Linked DNA regions of Arachis hypogaea: region 2 is linked to region 1. Evidence: chromatin contacts called from public Hi-C data. All regions are on one chromosome and are shown on one strand. The core of a region is the stretch at or near the end of the contact, and the rest is flanking DNA. Distances in the headings are between cores, read along the strand shown. Region 1 holds the start of LOC112750106 (germin-like protein subfamily 1 member 1). Region 2 holds the start of LOC112748223.

Evidence for each region. A called contact is a pair of places that touch in the nucleus more often than the background predicts.
Region 2: a Hi-C map of leaf shows a contact between it and region 1, with 2.6 times the contacts expected there. The contact joins the promoter of LOC112748223 here to the promoter of LOC112750106 in region 1. A contact is called at or near these places in 2 of 8 Hi-C or Micro-C datasets (both in leaf).

What each region holds. Positions count from the first base shown.
Region 1 is chr15:30,563,383-30,570,733 of arahy.Tifrunner.gnm2.J5K5, reverse strand. It overlaps LOC112750106 (germin-like protein subfamily 1 member 1), which reads right to left and starts at 1,502. Exons shown (of 1, transcript XM_025798661.3): 1 at 51-1,502. The coding sequence starts at 1,329. The coding sequence ends at 655.
Region 2 is chr15:30,764,084-30,771,956 of arahy.Tifrunner.gnm2.J5K5, reverse strand. It overlaps LOC112748223, which reads left to right and starts at 6,229. Exons shown (of 4, transcript XM_025796436.1): 1 at 6,229-6,385; 2 at 6,826-7,191; 3 at 7,678-7,692. The coding sequence starts at 6,229. LOC112750111 (paired amphipathic helix protein Sin3-like 4) reads left to right here. Exons shown (of 24, transcript XM_025798665.3): 24 at 1-291.

The DNA.
Region 1 (7,351 bases), core at 253-2,752:
GCTATTATCATAAAAGTAGCATAAAAATAATTTTTTGAAGGCAAGTATGCTAAAAATAAATAGCAAACACAATTGTAGCATATTTGGATACCAAATTAAAAATGGCAACAACCCAATAAAAAGACTGGGAAGAAATGGACAAACACACTAATTCACTCCACTCAATAATAATATTAAACACAAGACTCTGATCAACCACCTGATTTTACTTTGAGTAATGTAACATGACAGTTTGTATGTCTCTTTTCCTCTTCGTTTTAAATATGCAAATCTAACATCATCATCCCACCTTCTCCCTAGGATCCCATCTACCGTATGGTTGCAAACGTTGATTTAATCTTATTTCAAATAAAATTTTATCCATGTAATAATATTGATGATTAATAGTTTTGTCTCTATTAGATTTTCTTATTTCTTCGTTCCAAATATTTTCAAAAGTGAGAAAAAGGCTGTAAAACTGGTTACTCACCTTTAAAAATATTAGGATCAAAATAAAAAAAAAATTACAAAGAGACTAAAACCACAAATTACCGGTTTTACTGGAACAAAAAATTTATTTAACACGTTGAGATTTAGCAATAACAAAATAGGAAATAATATTGGTAAGCATGATTGAATTCTCCTGCAGCAAACATCATGAACACTCACAATGAATCACCCTTCAAGTTTCTGACGTATTATTTCTACTTCTTGTGCACTAATCTGAAATGCCTTGGCAAGAATTGCATTAAGAATTGGAGGCTTGCTAGCAAATGTTGCAACGGATGCAACTTGTGCACCAGGGTTCTGGCTATTGAGACCAGACAAAGCAAGAACCGGTTCCTTAGAATCTCTATTGTAAAGGAAATGAATCAGGCCCTTTGGGAACACAAATGACTCACCGGGCCTTAGGTTTTGAGTGAACACACGGCTAGATGTGTCTATAAATCCCACTAGAAGCTGGCCCTTTAGGCAAGTTGTGACTTCCGAGGCCCGCGGGTGCGAGTGAGGTGGAATTACCCCGTCGGCCTCGATGTCGACCCGGACCAACACAAGGCCCAATGTGTTGAGCCCGGGAAGGTTTACTGTGTTGGTGGGGGTAACTGCAAACCCAAATGTGTTGCTTGTGTTACCTGGTTTGGATAATGCTGACGTGGCAAAATCGGATGCCGAAACTTCTTTAGGGTTAATACAAGGAACCCCATTGATGAAAAAATTGTTCTTGTTATTGGCAACACAATAATCTTGAAGTGGATCAGGATCTGATCTACATTTCCCCCATAGAAGGTAAAGGGCAAACAATAGAAGAGGAAGTGAGTGAAAATTGGTTCTCATTTTAGATATCATCATACGAGGGAATTAAACAAGTCAAACCCTAAACAATAGGTGTAAATGTTTGCTTTGTGTTTTGTTAGTGTGTAATGGTACGGATTTTAGTGGAACAAGCACAAGTTATATATATATAGCTGGTGGTGGATAGTGATATTAATTTAACTTTGATATGAATATTGAGTAGCTTAAGAGCATAGGAAGAGAGCGATGCAAGGCAAAAGCTTAAGGAAAATGTGATCAAGTTAGAATAAGCCACACATAGAGGGTGATGTTTACTTTCCAAATTCAAATGAAAGGGACTTCTCTTTTTTATTTTTTTTTCATGCTTCGGCATTTTACAATTTCTCAAATCAAGCCCATTTTAAAACCCCATTATTAAATTGGGCTTGGGCAAACCCAAGTAGTTCAACGTTGTCGTTTGATGTGGGTAGGAATCAATACCATAGTTGTCCGTGACCGATCATGCTATCGATTTATTAATTTAGTTGATAGATTACAAGTTAAACCGTTTAAATTATAATTAATATATATAAATTTAAAAATATAATTTATATATATATAAATAAAGACAAATGTAACAAAAAATAACTTGGCCTAGTAGCAGCTAAGTATTGCACATATAAAAAGATTCAAGTTCAAATTTAATGAGGAATTTTTTTTGTTAATTGTTAACTTGTGATTCTGACCAATTCACATTAGTTTTGTCCGGTATAATCTATTTTCTTCTTTAAACGATTAGAATGCTGGATCGAACCAATTTAAAATTCGGTCATTAATTTTTTGGTTAAACTGATCGGTTTGGTTCGATTTTAACAACTATGAATAATACAACGTCAGTTTAATCTTATCAAATTATATCCTGTTACAGTGGGTAATCGGAGATTAATGGATTGGACTGATAAGATTGGCCCAAACGTTTGGAGGAGAGGACCTCCGATTGGATTCACGTCTGGGAGCTACCGTCCGACTTGTGTATGTGGAAGAATGGGGGGTGGTACCTGCAAAGACACTCCGATGCCTAAGTTAGCAAAGGGTTTTAGCAGGTTTAGAGAGTATTGAAACTTAGAGATACCTGAGGGGTGTCAGTGTATTTATATTGGTGAACCAATAACCACCGTTGGAGTAGTTCCACCTTTTAAGGTGGATAACTCTCCCTTTATCTTAGGAAAGTTGAGATATGGCTCCTAGAAGTGGGTTGAGAGATTTTAGGGGCAGTTGCTTATTTGAATAAGGGTTATCTGCCAGCTAACCTTCGACCCCGACTTCCTTAGAGTGGAGTGTGTGTTGAATCCAACCTCTTCCGAGGAGGTCGGTGAGTAGCGAAGGCCAATCTTTGGATTGGGCCTTTTCGGCTGATTTGGGCCTGGGCCTTAGTGTTGGGTCAGAGTATGAACAGTGCCCCTACTCGAGTTCGATCTCTTTTACGAGTTGGATTCGAGTATTTGAACACGGACTTGTAGCCGACGTGATGCAGAAACCGACGTGATTTTAAAAACCGACGTGATTTAAAAATTTCTAACAGTCGCGTCTAATTAAACGTCGCGTCCGTTAAGGGTTTCGTATTTACACATGGGGAGCAGCTACATTGGTAACGGCGCGTATCTTAAATGATAGCCTCGTTTTACTGTTCTGCCCCTGGTGTATTTATAAATACTTTTCCCTCTATTTCTTCTGTCTCTTTCGTTGTCTGAAATTTCTTACTTCGAACCCTTATTTTCTCAAAGAGAAAGCTTTTCTAGCCTTCCTCCTTGCTGTGACTGTTGTTGCCTCTGTTCCTCTTCGCGTTCATCAACAAAGGTTAGTTCTCTATCTTTCTCCTTTTATCATTTACGCTTGATACCTTCTGCGTGTTTAGAAGGGATTTCTGTATGCTGTTTAGTGAATACGTTGGTTTAGTCGTCATTGTTTACTTGCACTTGAGAGAAGTTGTTTAGTCTTTTTAGAGGTCCTAAGTATGACCCTTTCCCATTTTTCTTTGTAGGTCTCGTCGCCTTTTCATCTATTTTTTTACCGAAAAAGATGTCTTCTCAAGTTTCTGAATAGGTAGATTACCGTTCTTGGGGAGGAACCCTTAGTAGATACAGACTACATCACCGACCTCCGCACCCATCATAGGATTTGTGTTCTTGATGAGGATGAACCCAAGTACGAGTTGATTACTCCGGGTCCTGAGGATCAGGTTTGTTTTGGGAAGGCTGCTGACGCTGATCCTCATTTCTTTTTTTTTTTTGTACGAGAGTCTTTTTACTCGCCTGGGGTTTTTTTTGCCTTTTTCTGACTTTGAGGTAGAGGTTTTGAACCACTGCCGAGTTGTTCCTACCCAACTTCACCCCAATTCTTGGGGTTTTATGAAAATTTACCAGCTTGTTAATCGAGAGCTGGATTTTCCGACGTCTTTGAGGATCTTTTTCTATCTCTTCCATATGACCAAACCCTTCAATGGACAAAATAATAAGCAACATTGGATCTCTTTCTGGGCCATTCAAGGTCGGAAAGTTTTTTCCATCTTTGATGAGTCTTTTTACGATTTTAAGAACTTCTTTTTTAAAGTCCTAACAGTGAAGGGTCACCATCCCTTCTTTCTTGATGAAAATTATTCTCCCCGCTTTTCTCTATACTGGTTGGAGACCTCTCCTGTGGAGAAATACGGCCTGGATGACTTGGATGAGGTTGAGGAAGCTGTTGTGGGGTTCTTCCGAGAAGTTTGGGGAAGAGCCCCTTATTTGGATACAAAAAGGTTTCTTCAGGGGTCTCCGAATTTTGTACGGACCCAATTAGGTAGCTTTATTGTTGCTTTCGATAGTTCCCGACTTGTAGTCTTCCGATTAGTTGTTTCTGACTTGTGGTAGTCTAACTCTTTTGTTTTCTTCTTTTCAGAGATAGTGAAGAAAGGTTCCAGTGCTTCTTACCAGAAGGTTCAGGATGCTAAAAGAAGGTTGCGGGCACGGGTTGATGCCGCGAGGGCTGCCGGCACTCTTTCCCCTCCTCCTCCTCCTCCCCCTCATGATTTGGAGACCTCTTCTCGCCCAATTATGGTAACTTCTACTTCTGCCTCTTCTCTTCCTTCTTTTACCCTTCCTGCCCGAGCTTCCCCTGAACCTGAGAGGAAAAATTGCAAGACTTCAGGGTCAGGTGCTTCTTCCAGGGATTTTGATGGTCCCCAATTCGTTCGGAATCACATCTTTTCCTATACTCATATTAATATGGATGATGCTTTCATTCGAAACCATCTTAATATCCTGGTTCAGGGGAGTGTTCGGGCTACTGGGGTATGCACAAAACTTCTTGATATTTTTGAGAATACTCCCCTTAGCTCTTTAGGTTCTACCAAAAAAGTTGAAAAGCTGGTGGGGAGGATTTTTCTTTATCAAGAGGAAGAGAAGAGGCTTTTGGAGGAAGTTGCTAGCTTGAAGGAGGATAGGTCCCAACTTCAGGAGAGGGAGAAGAAGTTGATGGCCCAGTGTGCCATGGCGGAGGGCCTGAAGAAAAAGGCAGAGCAGAATTACATCAGGATCTTTACTGACAACATTGACCTTCAGCGGGAGTTGGAGAAAGGTCAGGAGACTTATCAGGATTTGGAGGACTACGTAGCGGAGAGCTCGGAGGAGGCCTGGAGGATCTTTAAGGAACAGGTCGGAGTTATTGCTCCTGGCCTGGACCTTTCTCTTCTTGATCTTGATAAGATTGTTGTGAATGGGGCTATCGTTTCTCCTCCCCGACCTGAGACGGATTCTGAGCTGAAGACCCGTATGCAATGACATGAAGAATCTCCTCCTCGTGAGGATCAACGAGAGGGATCTCAGCCGACGTCTTCAGGTGTTCCGACTCCTGCCGCTGAAGAGACTGCTCCGTCCTCCCCTGCTGCTGATCCGACCTCTCTTCCTTCTGATGACCCTTCATTTTCCTTCTTTTACTTAATTTGAGCTATTTGGGGCCTGGCTTGTGGGCCCCTTTGAACAAGTTATTATTTCTGTGGTGATTGCTCCTGACTTTTATTGGCCTTTTATGGCCATTAACAAAAAATGCTTTAATTCCTGTTCCCCTTTTTGGATAAGGGGCTTTAAGTTTAATTGCCGTGTACATGCTTTCCGCAATTTTTCCCTGTTAGGTTTTTTATAAAAAACCCTTTTGATCTTTTTGTTTTTGGAAAAACCTTTTATCTGGGCAGGCTGTGCTTCGTCTACATTGTCTTAGGTTTTCCAAAGACTTGAGCCAGCTTCTGCTTTTGATTTTTGATGATTTTCCTTTTTTCTCTTTTCGTATTGCTTATGAATTCAAATTTTTCTATCTGAATTGTTCATAACTTAGGTTATTTTCGTGATGCACTTCAAGTTTTCTCGATTTTTCTGACTTGTTAGTCGTAACACTTCCGAGTTATCATGATCTGCTTTTATAACCTCTTTATACCGACTTCTACTTCGTCATTTTATCCTGCCGACCACGTAAGTCGGGCATGGGACTTTTACGTTTTGTCAAGCTTAAGTCAGCACGTTTCGTAGGAAAAATAATAGTAACTTAATAGAATTTACAAAGAGATGTAGAAAAAGATATTTATTTATTGATGAATGTACTTTTTGCTACTAAGGGGTTGAAAATTGTTGCCCCTTAGTCTCCACTTTGATGCCTCGATAAAACCCCCTTCAGGAAAACTCTTCTTTTTAGGAAAAAAAACCATGAATTCGGGAAAAAGAGTACATCAAGGAGTGGAGTTCGCTTTTAACTATAGTACATTTTCATATTACAAGTATGCCACGACCTAGGTAGTTCGGCAGCGCTCAGGTCCTCGTCGTAGAAGCTCACCCTTGGATTTTGCTCGTTAATCTCCGCTGGTATCATGGCTTCTATGCCATAAGCAAGTCGAAAGGATGTTTCTCCTGTAGCAGACTGAGGTGTAGTCCGATAGGCCCATAGTACTAGAGGGAGTTCCTCAGCCCATGCTCCCTTTGCATCTTGCAACCTTTTCTTTAGTTCTACCAGTATAATTTTGTTAGCTGCCTCGGCTTGCCCATTTGCTTGTGGGTGCTATACCGAGGTGAACTGATGCTTGATTTTCATACTGGCTACTAGGTTTTTGAAGGTAGAGTTGGTGAAGTGAGTGCCATTATCAGAGGTGATGGAGTGGGGGACTCCATACCTTGTGATAATGTTCTTGTAGAGGAAGTTTCGATTTCTCTGGGCGGTGATGGTTGCCAATGGTTCTGCTTCAATCAATTTCGTGAAGTAGTCTACTCCCACTATTAGGTACTTTACTTGTCCAGGTGCTTAGGGAAAGGGTCCTAATAGGTCCAACCCCCACTTTGCAAAAGGCCATGGAGAAGTTATACTAATGAGCTCCTCAGGGGGAGCGACGTAGAAGTTTGCATGCACTTGGCATGGCTGACACCTCTTTACGAACTCGGTGGCATATTTCTGCAAGGTCGGCCAGTAGAACCCGGCTCGGATGACTTTTCTAGCCAACGACCTTGCTCCAAGATGATTTCCGCAGATACCATTATGAACCTCCTCTAAGACTTCCATTGTCCTGGAAGTCGGGACGCACTTTAACAATGGTGTAGATATTCCTCTTTTATAAAGGATATTTTTTTTTACCAAAGTGAAGTTTTGTGCTTCCCTCAGTATTTTCTTGGCATCTTTTTTGTCTTTGGGTAGGATGTCGAATTTCATATATTCGATTAGTGGGCTCATCTATCCAAGGTCCAATCCGGATACTTCAAGGACATCTTGTCTGGCCTCTGTTTTTGTAACTGAGGGTTCTTGGAGAGTTTCTTGGATCAGGCTTCTATTATTTCCTCCTGGCTTGGTACTTGCTAGTTTGGAGAGTGCATCCGCTCTACTGTTGAGATCCCGAGTTATGTGTTTGACCTCGGTCTCTGCAAAACGCCTAAGATGCTCCAAGGTTTTGTCTAAGTACCTCTTCATGTTGGGGTCTTTAGCCTGATACTCTCCATTTATTTAGGAGGTCACCACCTGAGAGTCGTTGAATACGACTACTTTGGTTGCACCGACTTCTTCTGCCAGCTTTAATCCTGCAATCAATGCT
Region 2 (7,873 bases), core at 4,980-7,479, 200 kb before region 1:
CTTATAGAATGGAAGGCTCAGGTTGGAGCGTAGTGGAAAGGAGGAGGAGGAAGAGGAGGAAGAGAAAGAGGGAGATTGTAGTATACTGTAATTTGATGGCCGATGACTCAATAATGTAAATAGCGATAATTTGTGATGTAGTAAGAACACATTTTTATTCCATTCATCCATAGTTTTTTTTTTATAATTTCAATTGCATTTTTTTAGTGGTTTCCTTTTTGTTCTTAACCATTTTGCTGCTACAACTTTGTAGAGGTTGTTGATTGTGGAAAGAAACGATTTATATCTTCATAGGCTTTTGGGTAACTAAGGCTGCGAATTCAGTGTCTTTAGATGTAATGTCTATGTCTATGTCTTATTTGTCAAACATCATTTTGTCTTAGTATTCCTGCCTCGGTATCCCGTGTTTGTAAACAAAGCCAGTCTAACAGCCACTCTTCAGAAATCTGATGCAACTCACAGGTCCTACTTTATATGTGCTTTGAATGCTTATAGTCAACTCTGAAAGTCTTATTATTTGCGACACTGCTGAGGATAGGACGCTTTCTCTTTCCTTCAATTTTTCTTACGCAAACCAGTTATTTGTTGTGCATCGAATGTGACATTAAAGAGTTAAACACAAATTCTAAAAGTAAAATTCAAAAGGATATTAGATTATATTTGTAAACAATATTAACGTGCAAGTTATTTTAGCAATGTCATAAATCATGTGGCAAAAATTCAGTTACAGCCAGATATATGAAAGAACCACCTACAATACAAACCGATTTTACATAAACTTGATTGGGACTTACGATGTAGAATTTTATTTCAAAAGACAGTGGTGGTATTTTATTAACAGAAAAACGAACACAATATGTCTAAAAGTCAAGAAAAGAGAAATAAAAAAGGAGGGTTTTCAAATACTTACGAACAGGCAAAATTATAAGAACAAAATAACATAGATAAGTAAATAGTGAAAAAGATTTTAGGGTATTATACGTAACGCAAAATTGGTTTGACTTAAACGATGTTGGTAATATTTCTTCTGGAGACTCCTTAACATGTTTAAAAGTTCGCCGACACTTTTCTTTCTACATATTCTAAGCTACTATCAAAACCAGCTGAGCTTTATGAGAGTTTATTTCCTGTCCAGTTTGTAACACCGAGTTCCTCCATTAAGAGTAGATTGGCATTCTGGTGTTGAATTACAGATTGGGTAAATTGTCAGAGTAGATGGAAATCATTGGAGGATAAGAAGCAGAACATGAAGCTTATCGTGCAAGATTTTTCATGCAAAAAGCAGAAACTTGCGAGGCATTTTTAGCTTTTATGGTTAGCTTGAAATTGGTGTCTATTGCATGAAGTTTAGGCAGAATTTAACGCAAGCATGGTAGCAATCTTGTACGCTGATGCAACGTTATATGTTTCTACTCTGTTCATCAACCATCTTGTGTCTTTGCCTTTTTCTGGGATTATAGAGAGGATTTGCTAAACAATTTTCAAACGAAAAAAGGTCTGGAATTAATGCTTAGTGTTACTATTTGTTTGACAAAAACATGTCATTTACCCACAACAAATGGTTGCCATCTGATAGCAATGCCGCAAATGGTGGAACGTTGAAGGAGTAGGAAAGAGGGAGTCATGGTTCAACGAAGGTTTAGATATTGTTAAAACTTGCCTTCCAACCAATGTCTTTCTCTACAATTCGCCTTTTTTGTAAAAATACTTTGCCAATTTTGAGAAGGTAAAGTTCTTATTCCTATTGTGAGGACAGAATTAAATCTGCAGTATGCGCTTTTAAGTATTTAAGAAACAAGAAAGTTAGGTTAAGTTGCCATTTTTCAGAACTGTTTACCCAAAAAAGTCATGTTTTAAGCCCTGACATTTTTGAAGCCCGCCTTCTTTGTTAGACCTAGTTATCTCATCCTAGCTAATCCATACCATTCACCTTTTGGAAGTTTGCTGCCCTCATTAAAACTAGGTTAGTATACAATGAATTTCGTTTGGCAAACTGTTTGGAAGTTTAAAACAACACAAAGTATAGATTGGTATGGCTTCACTAACTGCTCGTAGTAATATCTATGTTCCTCCATTAACTGACGAGCGCTTTTTTCATCCTCGTGTCTTTTTGAGAACCTTATCTTGGATTGAGACGAAGGTGGCTTTTTTAAAGCGGTTGACAACAACAAGCAAGCCCAACCATTTATTCTGTGCACCTATGTGAGAAATATTCAGTTGGGCTACTAGAGAAGTTTTAATCTACCCTGCAGTGTTATTACTGAAAAACTGAAGCTCTCATAAGAATCTAATAATTCTAGAAAAGAGGCACAACTATCTTTTGAGACTTTATCGAACAAAATAAAAACCATTAGTAACTGGCAAGTAATTTATGATTGGACATCTTCTGTTTGTCTGAATTTTTTAAATGAGACTGTTTTGCTCTGTTTTGTGTAGCAAGAAGAAAAGTCCGTCTGCACAAAAGACGATCGCCTTGACAGATGCCTCTATTTGGTCTAAAAAATCATAGAGTTGACCTTTCATAACAATAAAATAAGAAACAGCTATCATCAATTGGGGAATCCAATGAATGAATGTCGATTTAAAGCTCAACTACCTCATAATATACCATAGAAAATTTCATTCCACTCTGTCGTAGGCTTTACTCACATCAAGTTTCAGCGTCATTTCGTATTCCAAGCCTGCTTTTGTGGCTAAGGTAGTGCATACATTCGTGTGCTATAAGAATGCTATCAGAAACACGCTTATCTTTTGGGAATGCAGTCTGAGCAGGGGTTATCATCTTGACCATACACCCTTGGAGTTTGTGGACTAGCACCTTTGAAATGATTTTATAGACAATAGAGGACAAATTGAAAGGCCTTACTTAAGTCATATTGCTCGCATCTGGTACCTTTGGCACTAGGCAGATATTGGTGTGGTTAAAGTTATTTAAAATTCCACCTCTAATAAAAAACTTCTTACAGTCTGGAACACGTCTTCTCCCACTATATCCCGGTAGAATTTGAAAAGTTCAACCATTATACCGTCCTCTCCCCGTGTACTCTGACGGTGGATACTAAAAGTCCACTTTATCCATAGAAACAGATCTTCTAAGCCTACGGTTCATGTTAGCTGTAACCTTAGGCTCAAAGTCTGTGACAAAAGGCTCATGATCCACCTAATTGGAAGACGACTCTTAAAGTAGCCCACAGTCACCCTAACAATATTAGCATTAGTTGTTGCTTTATCTCTCTGCATATGCCATATCTTATTTCTTCTGGTTCTAGATTTAAATTTTTAATGGAAGAAGTTAGTATTTTGGTCTCCTTCTTTCAGCCGTTTGGTTCTAGATTTGTCTTTCCAGTAAAGTTTTTCGTACAAAAATACTTTTTCAAGTTGCTGTTCAAGCTCAAGTAATCCAGTGCCTCCTATATATGATGCCAGACGCCTATTTTTATTCTAGGAGAGCAGTAACTTCTACAATCTCTTTTTTAGAATTAGTAGAGCTATTCTTTTGTTAGAGAACCAATCGGTGTCTAACCAGTTTAATATTCTGAAATAATCTAAACATCACTGAACCTTCTATATCTGAGTTTTGGGCCTTGCAGATGAAGTTACTAATTTGTTCTTCATCACACCAGTAGGATTGAAACTTTAATCTCCTCTTTGATATTTTTGATTGGTAGTTAGTGTCCAAAAGGAGGGGGTGTGATCAGAACCTGATAGTCCAAAGACCGTAGGTTGAGAGTATAATTGGAACCAAGGTTCATCAATAAGCACTTTGTTAAGTCTTTTCTGAATTAGTTCACCTTTCCTACGCTTGCTATTCCAAGTAATGGTCTACCTACCATTCCCAAATCAATCAATGTGTTATCTCCAATAAAGTAATTAAAGGTAACAATAGAAAAATGAGAACTAGAATTACCACCAAATTTCTTACCTTGATCAACAATAAAACTGAAATCACCAACAATAACTGATTTACTTTGGAGTTGGGAGAGCACCAAAGAGATTTCTTGGAACCAGGATAGCTGAATACTATCATTGCAGTTTAAATGAATACCTACAAAGTTCCATTCAATGTTGAAAGGAACATCTTTTTTCAAGGCAGCAATATAGAACTCAGAATAACTGATAATCTGAACAACAAAACCATCCTTGCATGCCAACGCAAGTCCACCCGCATTACTTAAAGGATCAACAATTTGCCAATTAGAGTAGCCACAAGCCTTGAATTTCATTTCCATGTGTTGAGATTGGTTTTTTGTTTCGTAAAGAAAAACCAACTCGAAAGAGTGAGATTCAACAATCCCTTTAACGTTGTGAAGGGGTCTCTTTAAAATCTGTCAATTCCATGATAACACTCTAATGCATAGTTGTAAAAATCGGACTGGACCGGCCGGTTCGACTGGAAAACCAGTGAACCGAACCTTATACCGGTCCGGTCCGGTATTTGAACCGTGTAAGAAATTGAACCGGTACAAACCGGTCAAACTTAGTTTGAACCGATGCGAACCGGTCAAACTCGGTGAGGCGGTCCGACCGAACCGTTTAGGAGAAAATATTTCCAAAATGCTTGAGGTAAGGTTCAAACCCCTACCCTCAAGGAAACCAAAAGGCTCGCCAACCACCAGACCACTATGTTTTCTATTTAAATTAATGCAAATTATAATAGATATAAATATCTTCCATCAAAAAGTTTACTTTTATTTAATTTATTTTAATTTTAATTATAAACTCACTCATTCTTAAATTAATTATATTTTTATTTAACAATAATTATAAACTCACTTATTTTTTTATAATTATTTAATATCTATTAATATTATTTTTTAATAAATACTTGTAGTATATAATAGTATAAAAGATATAAACTAATTAATAAATTATTAAAATTTAAAAATAATAGTTATTTTAATATAAAAACAAAATAAAAATATTTATGATAGAGTAAAAATAATAAAATATTTATTGTTCATATTCCATATTGTTTTAAAATAATTTGATATTTTAAAATGTTAGTAAAAATATGTATTTTAAATTTTAATTTTAAACTTTTGACTATTTTTTATTTTTTATTTACATAAGACCGGGTCAACCGGTTCAACCAGTAACCCAACGGTTGAACCAGTGACCCAGTGACCCAGTGACCTAACCGGTTCGATCACCGGTTCGGTTCTGACAACTATGCTTTAATGGGTCTTTGGGTGCCATTTACCGGCTAGCATCCTCCACCCTCTTTTCAGCAATTAGCTCTTGTTCAACTTGCATCTTGTACACAAGCTCATTTTCTTTATTAGAGACTCTTCGCTTTGTCCCACCTAATTGGTTAAGCGAATTATGACTCTATCTTGCCATCTGTTTTAGATGTAGTTTTTTGCTGCTAACTTTTTGCTGTCATTTGATTATCTTCTTGGATTTTATTCATAAAGCCTATGATATCTTCTAACATAATAGGAGAACAAGATTTTTTCATTGACTACCAAGCTAACTTTGAAATTCGGCTGGGGGACTCTACACTCCTTGTTGGGGCTTCGTTCCTTTCATCCTTCAAATTCAGCTTAGAGAAGCTTTCAAACAACTAAGAAGAGGCAGGTTTTTTCCTTGGTTGTGAAGGCTTAGATTATTGGTTGCTAAAATTGCTGGCATTATCACTACCGTCATTGTCAATTCTTTTCCCTATCTAATCAGTCTTGACCCAGTCGCCAATGCTTTCCACTTTAATATCACCTGAAGCAGAGTTTGACATGAAGATTTGATAATTCTTTGAATGATGTCCAAGGTGAGCACAATAGGTGCAGAAGATCTTAATACGCTCATATCCCAATCAAATTTCCAGCACCTTACCTCCTAGAGCAGCCATCCGAATCGAGTCTTTCACATTTTTCTCACTATTAATCAAAACTCTAGATTTAAGGATTCTGGATTCTTTTTCTCTGATGGAGAAAAAGATATTATCAATAATCTCACCAATTTTCTCACTCAATTTACAACCAACTTCAGCAGTCTTGAATTTTTCTGGAATCCCCCAGAAATGGGAAAAAACTAATTCCCTCGTAGTCTTGAGAGTTAGCATATGTCCACTTTTGAACATGTAAAACATAATCCTTATAGAGCCATGGAGATCCATTTTCAATTCTAAGGACATCTAACTCGTTCTCAAAGAAGAGTTGGAATTAGTTTGATCCTAACTTCATTGATCTAAATCCATCTAGCCTCCCCCAGATAGCCTTCAATGCATTGTCAATGGTTCCTATTGGAAACACCTTATCAACAAACACACGACCTAATAGACTTTTAATACATGCCTCCAGTCGCTTAGGTAGCATTTGTTTTGAGGTACTGAGACCAAGACTGGGAGACTGGGACTTAGTATTATATTTGGTAGCTAGAGATTGGACAGGTAAGTTGCATATTCACATCTGTATCTTCTTCTCCTCTTTGATGCTCTCTCTTGTCTTCTCTTCTCTTGTGTGTTTGAAGTTTTCTTCTCGTTTATGGGTTTAGGCATTTTCGTGATTTATGGGTGGTCTTCTCTTCTCGTGCCTTGTACTTGTTTTTGTATTGTTTTGTATGGTTTCTATGTTTACATTATTTGTTCTATGTTTTTATGATTGTTCCTAAGCTTGATTTACATTCTGAATAACATGTTTAGGGCTCAATGAATTAGCATGTGGTTGTTTTCATTTCTTTCTAAGTTTTTCTTAAGAGAGATGCATATTTTAATAATTATTAAAATGAGGTATAAAAATTATTGATGACGTGGAGTGTTTTTCCAACATGGAAACATTCTAATTTATAACAATCTCAAATAATAGTTTTTAATTTCATTATATTTTCAAGATGAGAAATGCGGGAAGCTTGTTCCTAATAATGCAACATCCAAGAGTGAAAATTTTACAATGTGGAATTGCTTTGACATGGGATATGAAAGTCTAGCATGCAGTGTGAAGGAAAGTACGAAGCTGTATTTTCACAGCTTAAGAGCTGCACATATTGAGAAAGCAAAGACGAAGCAAATAAAATTTGCACTAACCGATACAAAGTCACAGGGCATGGCACAGTCATTAGCAGAGAAGCATGCTGAAAAAGAAGGCGCAAAGGCAGCGAAGTTGGCTTTGCAGAAGGCTCAGTGCGTAATAGGTCCCATGATATCTGTTGGATGGGACTTCTATGAGGTAGTGTATTATGGTGGGAGTGATGCAGAGGGCGTGATGAGTCCATATTTTCCGATATATTTTAGTTTGATTTGGATGGATTTCATCACATAAACTCACACTTAGGCACTAAAATAGCATACTTTTGTGATTTCTCCCTAATTTGGACATAAATGTGAAAACATACATTTTTGTGCCTGAATTTGTTATTTTAATTCCACTTTCATGCCATTCGATGCCGTGATATGTTTTGTGAGTGATTTCAGGTCATTTAGGCAAGTTTGGCTAGGCAAAAGTGGAAGAAAGCATGTACAAGGGAGAACACATGAAGAAAATAAGGAAAAGCACACATAAACAAGTGTGCGTGCGCATAGGTGAACAAGCAGTAAAGTGTGCGTACGCACAGGTCCCTGCACGTGGTTTCATTAATGAAACACGTGATCCGCGATTTTGGGGGCCTTTGGCCCAGTTTTTGACGGCTCAATGCTGAATGAGAAGTGCTATATCAAGGGGGATTGAAGACATATGCAAGCATTAGGTTTTATTAGGTTTAGTTTTAGTTTTCATTAGTATTAGGAAGCTTCCATAGGAGTAGGAGTAGGAGTAGTATAGAATTTCTCTCTTAGGGTTTCATTTCCATCTCCATTGTAGCATTTTATAGAAAGCTTTGATTTTGGATTTTGTTAATCTTTATTGTAAGTACCCTTAATCTTCTCTTTAATTCCACCACTTTT